Regions from separate parts of the Mus musculus genome. Here region 1 is linked to region 2. The links are chromatin contacts, called in public HiChIP or PLAC-seq maps. All regions are on one chromosome and are shown on one strand. The core of a region is the stretch at or near the end of the contact, and the rest is flanking DNA. Distances in the headings are between cores, read along the strand shown. Region 1 has its middle 30 kb from the start of 1700018B08Rik. Region 2 has its middle 36 kb from the start of Gm33823.

Region 1 (5,558 bases), core at 1,065-3,564, 210 kb after region 2:
AATATTTTGTCTGTACCTATTGAGGACAGAAACACACACAGCCCGTGTGTGGAAATCCAGAGGACAACTCCAGGGGGTCAGCCCTCTCCTTCCACCTTGTGGCTGGGGTCCCAGGGATGGAGCTCAGGTTGGCAGACCTGTCAGCAAATGCCTTTACTTAACTGAGCCACCTTGATAATCCTACGTGCTAACTTAAAAGTTAAAAAAAAAATTAAATCCATTCACTAGGTGTCCAGAGTCCTAGCACTCATACAACCTACCTGGGATGCTTGACAAGATCCTGTCAAAATGCGAATAAATAAGTAAATAAATATTTTTTTAAAACAAAACCTTCAATAATAGGGAAAAGGCAGCTGCCATCAGCGGTGGAATCAGTTCCACCACACAAACAAAGACAGAACAAACATGGAGACTGTAGCTCCCGCAGCAGTAACAGAAATGGGGGCACTCGAGGAACGAGAGAAAAGATATTTGTACCACACCAAAAACCAAGAAGGCATCCTGTCGAACAAAGCTCCCTCACGTGTGCGCGCAGGAAGGCCCTGCGGATCACAGATACACAGGAGTGTGTTACACAAATAGCCTTTCACAGCCTCTGAAGAAGTGAGGGAGATTGGCTGGGGATGGGGGCCTCTTGCTGTGAACTTGAGGTGCAGCCAGGGGAGGGGACATTTGGGATTACAGACTGTCACTTGAGTGGCCATAGCTGAGGCAAGCCAGGAAATGGTCTATGTGAGCAGCGTGGGCCTGCCACTCTGATTTTACACTCTAGACCCCTGAACAAAAGCCACACTGTGAGGTGCTTAGCAGGGCTGCTCAGGGAAGGGCTGCCGGGTCCCTTTCACTTTAACGACTTCCGGGTGTTGACTAAACCTGCAAGCTCTTCCAGGTTCCACCTCCTCCTGACTGCCAGAGCTGGGGTCCTGCTCAGGGACAGTTTGCCTGTGCCTCACCTGGAGACACTCCTGCCCCGCTGCCTCCTACCCCACACCCCGTGCTGCCCCTACAGTCTGGTACTGTCCCTGGTAAATCCACCCTAGCTACAGCTGACATCAACCTCCCAATAGAAAGCCAAATAGCAGTCTGAAGACCCAGACATACATATCTGCATGTGTGTGCATATATGTGCACATGTGTGTGTGCCGGTCTGTGTACACGTGGATGTGTGGATGTGAGTTCAGAGCTAGATCCAAAGCCCACCCCCGTCCCCCGCCTCCCAGGACAGTAGTCACCACTGTAGCTGACCATCCAGAAGAAGCCAAGGAAGACAGAAGCTACAGGGGTCCTGAGCCCCCTGTACTAATTTACAGAGATTAGCCAGCAGCTTCCAGAATGATCCACCCAGCCCTCCAGATACAGCCCTGGAGATTCCACAGACCTAGCCTTGGGCAGAGGTAGGGGAAATCAAGTCAGGAGTGATCCCCAAGGAGGCCTAAGCAGCCAGGGGTCCCCTGAACAGGATGACTGCTCCCAGACCTGACCTCTTAAACAGGAAACCACAGGGATGCCCTGGATGCAGAGTGTCTGGAGCTACGCACTCAGTCCTTGCTGGACAGGTACCCTCCACTCTGGTGAGAAGTCACTCTGAAAAACACAGCCAGAAGTCAAAGGTGTCCACAGCCTCTCTTCCTCCAAATGGCCCTTCTCTGGCCCCTGGCTGGGTCTCTCCTCCTCTCTACCTTTGCCTGGGCTGTCCCTCAGCTTACCATACCTTTTCCAGACACAAGGAAAGGCTCCTATTTGCCCTTGTGTGACATCTTCTAACGGGCTTCTCTGTCCAGACCTGGAGGGAACCATGAAAAACAGCCATGATGCCCCCTCCCCTCAGATCCTCAAGGAAGGTCCAGCCTGAGTACCCCAGGTGTGTCAGAGCTGCAGATGCTATTCACACACCTGTCTGCAGCCCCCATGAAACCTCCAGCCACGGAGCATGTATGTATACCTGTGTCTGCGCTGCCCAGACGCCTGTATCTGCCTTTGGGGGTAGGAAACCGGTGCGTGTCTGAAGCTCGGGTGCCAGGCCGTGTGCCTGCGCTGTGCTCAGTGATGTGCTTCAGTACCTCTGAGGGACAGGAAGCCCGGGTGAGGGACTCAAGCTGGTCTGAGCCTTCCCACAGGTACCCAACCAATGCTGAGCAAAAATCTCTTCTAAAACAAACGGGCCTCAGAACTTAGTGCACCGTCCCACCGTCCCGGGCAGAGACCTGAACCCATTTCTATTTTTTTATTATGATTTTTTTCCTTCCGTTGGCCTAAAGCCCCGTTACTTCATTTTACCTTTCAGTAGTCTGAGTCCTACACCTGTGTCCATAAAGCGGGAGACAGCGCCACCTTCTGGCGATCAGGTGCAGGACAGCAACGTCTAGCCTAATGTGACCAGATTACAGAAAACCCCTGCTGCTGGCCTGGAGACCAGAGCTACTAACTAGCGTTGCCCTAGCTCTATACTAGGTATAGAGTACACAGTATTCAGTATAGTTGTATACTAGGACAGAGTATACAGGAGAGGGTGAGAGCGTTTGGCTGGCAGTGCTGGCACACACTGCCATGCGAGTGAAGCATGACCCTGAAGGAAGAAGCCAGACACAGAAGGTCATGTCTTGAATGATACACAACGCTCAGAACAGACGAGCCCAGAGAAAGCAGAGTAGTGATAGCCAAGGACTGAGATGTTTCTGTGACAGGAAGAGGGGTAAATGGCTACACATGGTGTTGGAATGTCCCTGTGTCATTGTATAATGTTAGCTGTATGTCAGTATGCTCAACTCCCTGTGAAGCAGGCAGACTGGGAGTGTGCGAGCTAGGACTCAGCTACTAGGAGCATACTCTCATGAGGGGGGCATGGAGCACAAGGGACATCAGAGTAGCCCTTGGGGTGTAGAACAGGTAGGGGAACTGAGGGGAGGTTTGGGGGCAGAGATCCAGGGGTCTTGCTATGGGATAGAATCAGAGGGTTTGCTCCTCAAGTGCCCAGACCCTGAGCCGTTCCCCAACCTCCAGTGGATACTCAGACCTTCCCCCTGGCCCCTGGACATGTGTGACTCTTCTCTTACCCTATAGTTAGGGAAACGAACAGAAATTGGCTCCACCCTGTGGGACAGAGCCATCCTCAGCTTGTATCCCTCACCCAAGCTTCCTTCACCTCAGCCCATCTCACTGTTCCCAGGAAACTGAGGAACATCTTCAGCTCGCTGCAGGTACGAGGCCTGGTACCGGAGACAGATGCAGAATCAACCCAGGGTCCTAGTGAGACTGCGTGCACATACCATGGTGAGTTACAAGGAACACTCTTCCTGAGCCCTGGCCAGGGCCAGCCTGGGCTATCTGATACAATCTTTAAAAGATGCCAAAAGGGAGCTGAGGAGATGGCTCATTGGTTGAGAGCACTTCTGCTCTTCTGAGGCCCAGCTTCAATTCCCAGCACCCACATGACAGTTTACACCCATTTCTAACTCTAGCTCCAGAGAATCTGAGTCCCTCTTCTAGCCTCTGGGCAACAGGAATAGACATGGTGCACAGACATATATTCAGGCAAAACAGATCTTCACAGAAATAAAAATAAATGTATTTTTAAGAAAGGAAGAAGAAGAAAGAGGAGGAGGAGGAGGAGGAGGAGGAGGAGGAGGAGGAGAGAGTGCTCATCAGTAAAAGCCCTTGCCTCCAAACCTCAAAACTTGAGTTTGACCCTTGGGATCCAAATGGTAGAAGAACCAACTCCCACAGATTGTTCTCTGGCCTCTACCATGTGCAGACATATGCACACAAAATAAAAATAAGTGAGTGAAAAATAAAGAGATAAATAAATTGTTGTTGAGAGAGGTAAAGACACGCACGTGGCATCCTCCTCTGTCCTCTACCTACATGTGTACATGCACATATACCCGCATACACACATACACATACACCATACACACAATGCCTAGAGCAGAACTAGAAGCAAAGGATTGTGGGTGCTGATAGGAAATAGTTTAAAAAGTAAGAGGAGAGAGGGGTGAACGATTCAGAGTGTCATGTCAGCAACAATATCCAAAGGCCAGAGGCAGGAACTGGGTGTAGATAAGTCTTTACCCTGCGTGTGGAGAGTCACCATGCTCAAAACAGACTGCCACACCGTGAGACTAAGCTGTTGGTTTTCACACAGGAAACTGCCATTGACCCATCAACACTAACACAGGACTGGCATCTGGTAACTTTCGGTGCCGGTAGATTTGTGATGAGCCCTGAGCAGGGGGTTAAGAGGCTTCTACCAACATCTTTGACCAAATCTGAATGTCTGCTCAGCAGGGCTCTGAAGAGGACACACAAGGCCACTGTGCAGGTCTAGCCTGCTCCTGACTTCTAGTCAGTGCCAGAATGAACAGGGGACTTCCCAGGCTCATTAGTTCATTTCTCACATGAGACCCCAAAGATGCAGGGACCAAAGATTCAGGGGCCAAAGATGCAGAGACCAAAGATACAGGGGCCAAAGATGCAGGGACCAAAGATGGAGGGGCAAAACATGAAGGAGCCAAACATGCAGGGACCAAAGATGCAGGAGCCAAACATACAGGGACCAAAGATGCAGGGACTAAAGATGCAGGGGGCAATTTCCCTTGTGGGACTCTCAGGAAGTTAGTAACCCAACAGTTGGCTTTGCAACTGTAAGTCTTCATCTGTGCAACAACCCTCAGCCAGTCTCCCTCTACAGGGCAGTCCCCTCCCAGCCACTGAGGCAGAGTTTATCTGGCAAAAAGAAGTCAGGAAAAATAAACTTACCTTTTTTTTATTTAAAAAAAAAAAAAGAATCAAGGGCCACATACAGCCAGCGCTGCAGAGTGGTCTCATGGTCCCATATCTGCACTGCACATTTAGCCTATACGAGTATTTTCACCTCTGGATCTGACCTTGGCAAGACCCTGAGCAACTCAGCTGGTGAGACTGCCAGGAAACAATCTTTAGTCACCCTTGACATCACACTGACTGCAAGAGTCTTAGATCTTATGCTCAAATCCCCCTCAAGGAGCACCCCAAAGTGCCCATGGAATATTTAAATACGTATCAGCTGATGGAATTATCCATTTTCCTGCTTTGCTTGAGATTATGGGTCCTGGCTCAGAGGAGCATCTGTGACCAAGGAGGCAATGGGAAGCCAATAGGATGGAGAGTAGCAGGGGGAGGTCAGAAGCCACCATGGGGGATGGTCCTTATTCCATTCCTCCCCCACAGCCCACTAATCTGCTCAACAACTTCTCAGCCCACATAGACGTGGATCAGTCCCTGGCCTGGCTGCATTTTGTGGATCTGAAGCTTCCCAGTTTCTCTCCCACTGCCCCCCACACAGGAAGGCAAAGACACGTGAAAGGTGAGTCCCCAGGAGGAAGGTGAGATCCATCATCTGAGGCCTGCCTTCCACGGAGGACAATTTCTTCAGCATCTCCTTTAAAAGCCCTGAGACACTAGGTACCAGTCACCCAGTGTAGACTAAGAACAACCCTGACTGAAGCCTCAGACCAGTGATTCCCCTGCCTTCAGGATGCTGGGATTTCAAGGGTGTGCTGCCTCACCAAGTGGGTAATGAA
Region 2 (6,002 bases), core at 2,731-5,230:
GCAGTCCCACTGTGGTACTCTCTGGACTTCTAGGGGTGGTCGTGAGGATCAGCCAGTGGTAATTGCCTTGACAAATAGATTCACCAACCTTACAGGGAAACCGACCAGGGAAAAATAAAAAGAACCTTCCATGTAAACTGGATTGGAGTCACCTCAGCAGCCAACCACGTCTCACGCCCCCTTCCTCGGGTTGAGTGCTGCCAAATACCAACACACTGTTTGAAGCTTGGAAAAGAAACCCTGCTGTAGAGAAAGGGACAGCCTGGCTTAGCGTCCTTGAATCGGCTCTCACAGCAATGGCTACCCCACCCCTTGCCCTGGATGACTGGGGACTTCGGTGCTCTCAGCTGACAGAATCAGACCACAGGCCAGGCTGGCTCTTCTCTGGTACTCCACTGGGGATTCAGGTGTGAGGAGGTTGGATGTAAGTCCACCCAGGCCTTGAGCCTCCACCTCTCTCCCTGCACTGACATATAGGCGCATACCTGACATACAGGCTCCTCTTCCCTCTTACCCCATAGGGGAGCTTGCCTCTCTCTCAAACCCAAGCTCACCCACCACCCCTGCACCTGTGACCTCTGGACTGAGATGCTCAAAGTGACAACGCACAGTAGGGACTTTTGCACTCTGGAGGTACATCCTCGTGCAAGGGAATGGCTGCTGCCTGTCTCTAGGCTCCTGTTGGCCTCTGCAAATGGCCAACTTCAACAGGATTTCTTGATGGACCAAGAAAGGCTGGTGATGTGGGTTTTAAAATAAAACACACACTTTTAAATGTTGAACCGCCATTAAAAATTATTTCTGGGGGGCCAACCACTGCCAACACCATCGGTTTTGGAATCTTGACCCCCTAACAATCTCACTGTACCTGTGTCCCCACGGCCAAAGACATAGAAGCCACCCTCTGGTGGAAGTGACAGGCGACATCTTTTTGTTTAAACTCAGTGCACCTTGATAACCACGTACCTATTTTCATGGAAGCAGTAGGCTTCCCACCACTCTCAGCAGCTCAGTTTCAAAGCGTGATGGGACGACGGTGGGCAGGGGGCCTGCACAGTCTCACACACTCTTCCTGTGCTGTTTCCAGTGAGCAGTGTTTTACACAAGCCCCTGGGCGCAATGAGAGTGCCTGAGATGTGTCACTGTAAATGCTCGGTGCAAGAGAAGGTTTACTGGCTGGCTGAGTCCTGCACATCCATCATAGATTATTAGACTTTGCGAGGTGCTTTTAAGGCCTCCTTTGAACTCTATCAGCCTTAAAAATTCACGCAGGTAACATCAGAAAGGAAGAGAGCTTCGGGGCACTTGATAGCTGTTAGTTATGATGTTTATTTTATTTTATTTGTTGGCATGAGGTTGACAGGGCTGGGTGATGGGGAGTTGGAAGCATCACGGGACACACTCCATCCATCCTCCAGCCGGGTGCGGCTTCTGGAAGAACTTGGGTGTTTGCTTCTGCAAAGCCGTGGGCTGTAAAATCAGAGCTCCAACAAGCAGGGTGCTCCCAAGGGATGTTCCTTATGGGAGCACTCCTGCCTGCCATGCCTGTCTGCATGGCCTGCCTGGGTTGGTCCTGGTTTTCTTATTAAAAATCCCCCTTTCCGCTGCTAGCACAGGCCTGCTGTCCCAGTACCCAGAGGCTGAGGCAGGGGAATGCAAACTTTAAGACCTGCCTGGGTTGCAGAGTGAGTCCGAGATCAGCCTGGGAAGTTCAGTCTGACTTTGCATCAAAACAAAAAGCAAAAAGTGGGCTGTGGTGTGGCTCGGCGCCAGAGTGCCTGCCCAGTACTTATGAGGTCCTGAGTTCGGTCCCATGCGCTATCTTTGAAAACAGACGAAAACCCAAGCCACTCAGTACTGGGTTAGCAAGATTCTTCCACCACGCCCACTTCCAGCCTGAATTTTAATTCGTTATTAATATTATTCCAATTATTCAAATGTGAGTGGAACCATGTAACAAATCTCAGCTCTTGGCATCGAGCTGCCTGAGCCAGGATGATTTCTGCATGTAAATCTCTACGCCAATCTTGTGCCAGGAGTCTTCAAACTCCTCTCTTCCGCTCCCTCGTCAAATGTACAACAGGCACTGTCTGAGACCCACAGAGGCGACATGGAAGTGTGTAGCCAGGTCATGTGAGAACCTATGTGGTCTGCCCTGGCTGTGGAGACCATCAATGTCCGTTCCCCGAGACTCATGTCTGGGGATTAGAAAGAGCATGGGATTGGAGCCCAGGCTCATTTTGGAGTTCTTTCACAAGCGAGTGGCAACTAAAAGTGGCCTCTGCATGGTGATTAAAAACTCAGCCTGCAAGATGGTGCAGGAGGTGGGGCCGTGAACGGTCAGTAAAGCTCTGATCTTGTGCAAGAAGCTAGTTGGGTTTGATCCCCAAAACCTCTGTTTTAAAAAAAAAGGTGGGTATTACAGCATTCAGTTGCAATTCCAGCACTAGGGAGACAGGCAGACTCCTGGAGCTCTCTGGTAGGCAGGAGAGCCTAATTGGTGAGGTCCAGTCCAATGGGAGACCCTGTCTCAAAAGACAAGATGGATAGCTCTGGAGAAGTGGCAATTGATTATAACACACACACACACACACACACACACACACACACACACACACACGGAAGGAGGAAGGGAGAGAGAACAGTAATAGTAATTTTATAAGAAAAAAATTTCCACACACAAGTTGAGAAGAAGCTATTCCATCATCTTAACAGGCCTGTGGCAGAAGTGGCAGGTGACATCTTTTGATGGGGGAGGGTGGTCAAGTTCCCTGTGTCTCTATTTAGTTACCTTATCTTTCAGCTTGGGTAAACCTGTCAGACACAGGTTGGCTCTGTCCTCAGAATCCCAAGTTCAGATCCCAGCTCCCTCACAGACTTGTGCTGGAGCCCAAGACCCAGTCCAGGCCTGGTAGTGCTCCAGCTTCCCCAGATGTCCTCCCTGGGGAACGGCACGAAGCTAATGTCGTGCCCAGAGTGTGTTAAGAGTGTGAGGAGGGAGAGCTCGGGGCTCTGGGGACACCAAACCCACCCAGACTCAGCACATACAAGCTCCTTTCTTTCCCTTAGCCTTGGTGGCCTCCTGACTCTCCTGAGGGTCCTGGTTTCCTTTCTTGCCTGTCACCTGCTGAGAGAGTGAACTGGCACAGAAATTCCTCCTCGTGAAGCTTGCAGCCCGGAGCAGATCCCAAGCCCATGTGCTGTTTGAATACGGGACTCAGTCCACAGAAGGAGGTGAGATGACCACAGGAATACAGCCAGCCAAGGCTGGCAACGATTGACACCCAGACTCCCCGTGGTGCTGTCCTAAGCCCCTCTTAAGCTTTATTCTAGGTAGTCTCTGGGTTGGGGGTGTGCTGGACCACAACCCCACACCGGGCTGCAGTACAAAACAGAAGAGGGGGCAGGCAGAGGGGGCGCGGTGCACACACGGGTTGGGGCTTTCTAAGCCGCAGCACCTGTTAATGGCCGGGTTAGGTATGACCTATTAAACATTTACCGCCCATTTCCTGTACATGTCTGGTGAGGCCTGCAGGAAATTCAGAACAAATTAAACAGCAGCTGTGATCCCTCATGCTCCATCGGTCCCTCCCCGGGCCCCGCGTGGGACCGTAAAACATGAGGGGCAGTTCTATTAGGGACAGGCCCGTTTCATCAAGGAAGCTCCCCCCATCTCCTGCCAACCAGACTCCATAAAGTTAAATTGGCCAGTACGTATCTCCCTCCCGCTTCCACCCACACGGGCCAGCTCCTTGAGGGAGATTGTTCAGATCCCACACCCAGCTCACCCCTCAGCCCTGCCCCCTCCGCTGTTCCCACACGATCTCACATGTGGTCGGAGAGGGGGCACTTCCTGCCGTTATAAAATGCAAAACTGAGACCCCAGCAAAAACAGCCTGCCTGCGTGCGGAACACCCAAGTTGACAGTGTGAGAGAGGAGGCCTAATCCATTCCATATGACAAGCAGCAGTGGCCCGCAGGGGCAGGCCAGACCCCAAGGAGGGTTCAGAGCAGCTCCCCGGCCCCCTCCCTGCCCTGCCTTCCCTACCTCCCCCCTCTCTCAAGTGGATCCTTCAAACCAGGAGAAAAATACTGGAAGGACCGTAGCCCCAAGTTAAACCAGCCCGTGTTTGGGTTTGACAGCCTGCGAGGTATTGTTCCATCTTACACTTTGAAAATAAACTCTAGGAAGCATTAATGCAGATGCGGGGATAAACATGCTCCTCCTCGCAGTCTCTGTCCCCGCCCATGCCCTCCCCGCCCCCACGCCCTTCCCCAGTGCCTGCGTTCACTCCTCCAGGTTACGGCTTAGGCTGATGGAAGGACCAGATGGGTCTTTAAATGGGGGAACTGTGCAGCCCTTGCTGTGTAAACAGACAGCTGTCCAGATGATGGGGTTGAGGGAGCCCCGAGAAAGCAGCCTGCGGTAATCGCTCCCTCTGTGGTTCTTGGAAAGTGGAATAAACACATCCAGACAGGCTTCTCTCCGATTGCTCTGCAGCAGGAGGCTCGGCATCACCTCGGTGAGAGGAAAAGGCCCCATAGCCGAGGGTCAGACTGTCAGATACGAGGAAGAGAAGGCACTTCTGTGGTGACTGCACACTGCGTGACCTTTTTTTCGACGTCTGCGGTTACACTTTGATGCTGAGTGACCATTTACAATGACAAACGTCCTCTGGTGAACCCCAGCCCCTGCTCATGGCCACTGACCAGAACAATCTCCTCCTCGCAGACCCTCACCAAGGATACCACCTTATCCTGACCACATCCAGAATAGAACCTTCCCACTTCCTGTTTCCTACTTCCTGCTTCCTGTTCTCCAGTTCCATAAACCATTCTCCCTGAGAGGTGCTAAAAATGGAAAGGAGAAGATGAAAGTTTGGCCGGAAGATTTATCCGAGCCCATAAAAGTCTCTCCAGCCCTCTGCAGACAGGATTCTCACTTCTGCTTCAACTTAACCTTTCCCTAAGTCGACGATCTGAATTTTGCCCATAATTCCACTAAAACCAACTGGGATCTCCATTGGTGGCTGGGCTGTTCTGGACGACTTGACAAATTAGTACAGTAAATTTCAAGTGTCTTAAGCACTAAATTAGGTCATTTGTTTAATGAGCCAATCCACTGCCCAGAGTTTGACCCCAGCCCACTAGGGTGAGTTCACACGGAGTTCCACAGCAGGGGTCTGGGCTCCCTCATCTGTCTTTTGCTTCTAGTTAAAAATGCCCTGAAGTCAGGGCTGGAAATCAGATTGCAACTGGAGCTCTGGCTTGTCAGTAAGCAAAGTAAACGGACAAAGTGAATTCTTTTGCCTCAGTTTCTTTCCCGTTGTCTGTCTATATCGCTTTCACCACTACAGCTAACATCAGCAGCAGCAGCAGAAGCTCCACCACAACACTGTCACTGTAGCCACAATAGCCATCACCCTTGTCATCGCTATTGCCATCATTGTCACCATCACTATCACCACCGTCTTCATCACCACAGTCAACATCAGCATCATTACATCACCATCATTACATCACCAGAATCAGCATCACCGTCATCACATCATCATTACATCACCACAGTCAGCATCAGCATCACCATCATTACATCACCACCATTATAGTCATCAGCATCATCCTCATCCCATCACCAGAGTCAGTATCACCATCATTACACCACCACCATCAGCTTCAGCATCATTACATTACCCTCATTACATCATACCAGCAGCAGCATCATCACCATCATTACATCACCAACATCACCATCATTACATTACCACCATCAGCATCACCATCATGACATCACCACCATTACATCACGACCGCCATCACTGTCATCACCACCTTCATTGTATGAACCGTTACTGAGTTCTCGCTATGAGTCTCCTAGGAAGATGTTTCAGTGCCCCCCCTTGCCCCCTCTCCTCCGGCCGTCACAGTAAACCCATGTTCCAGATGAGGAAACAGGTCCTTGGAAGCTGGTCTCCCTGAGAGAGCCTCCAGTCACTCACTCG

The links. HiChIP or PLAC-seq counts read pairs in DNA pulled down with a chosen protein or histone mark.
Region 1: a contact with region 2 is called in an H3K4me3 HiChIP or PLAC-seq map of embryonic limb bud, with 4 times the contacts expected there. The contact joins two enhancer-like sites. A contact is called at or near these places in 4 of 15 datasets of contacts at CTCF or cohesin (the NIH/3T3 cell line, large pre-B cells, pro-B cells and 1 more), 31 of 484 Hi-C or Micro-C datasets (B cells, the C2C12 cell line, Sertoli cells and 11 more), 7 of 115 datasets of contacts at active chromatin or transcription factors (T-cell acute lymphoblastic leukemia, craniofacial prominence, differentiating embryonic stem cells and 4 more) and 3 of 9 other capture datasets (embryonic stem cells, embryonic tail and embryonic trunk).

What each region holds. Positions count from the first base shown.
Region 1 is chr8:121,511,292-121,516,849 of GRCm38.p6, forward strand. No RefSeq gene overlaps it. Among named protein-coding and RNA genes, the nearest start is that of 1700018B08Rik, 30 kb to the right of the region's middle. Within about 2 kb of position 2,315, at least 13 of the 459 cell types and tissues checked have an H3K27ac peak or open chromatin away from gene starts, as enhancers often do. A contact at or near this core is called in embryonic limb bud, where this site is marked.
Region 2 is chr8:121,297,306-121,303,307 of GRCm38.p6, forward strand. No RefSeq gene overlaps it. Among named protein-coding and RNA genes, the nearest start is that of Gm33823, 36 kb to the left of the region's middle. Within about 2 kb of position 3,981, at least 82 of the 459 cell types and tissues checked have an H3K27ac peak or open chromatin away from gene starts, as enhancers often do. A contact at or near this core is called in embryonic limb bud, where this site is marked.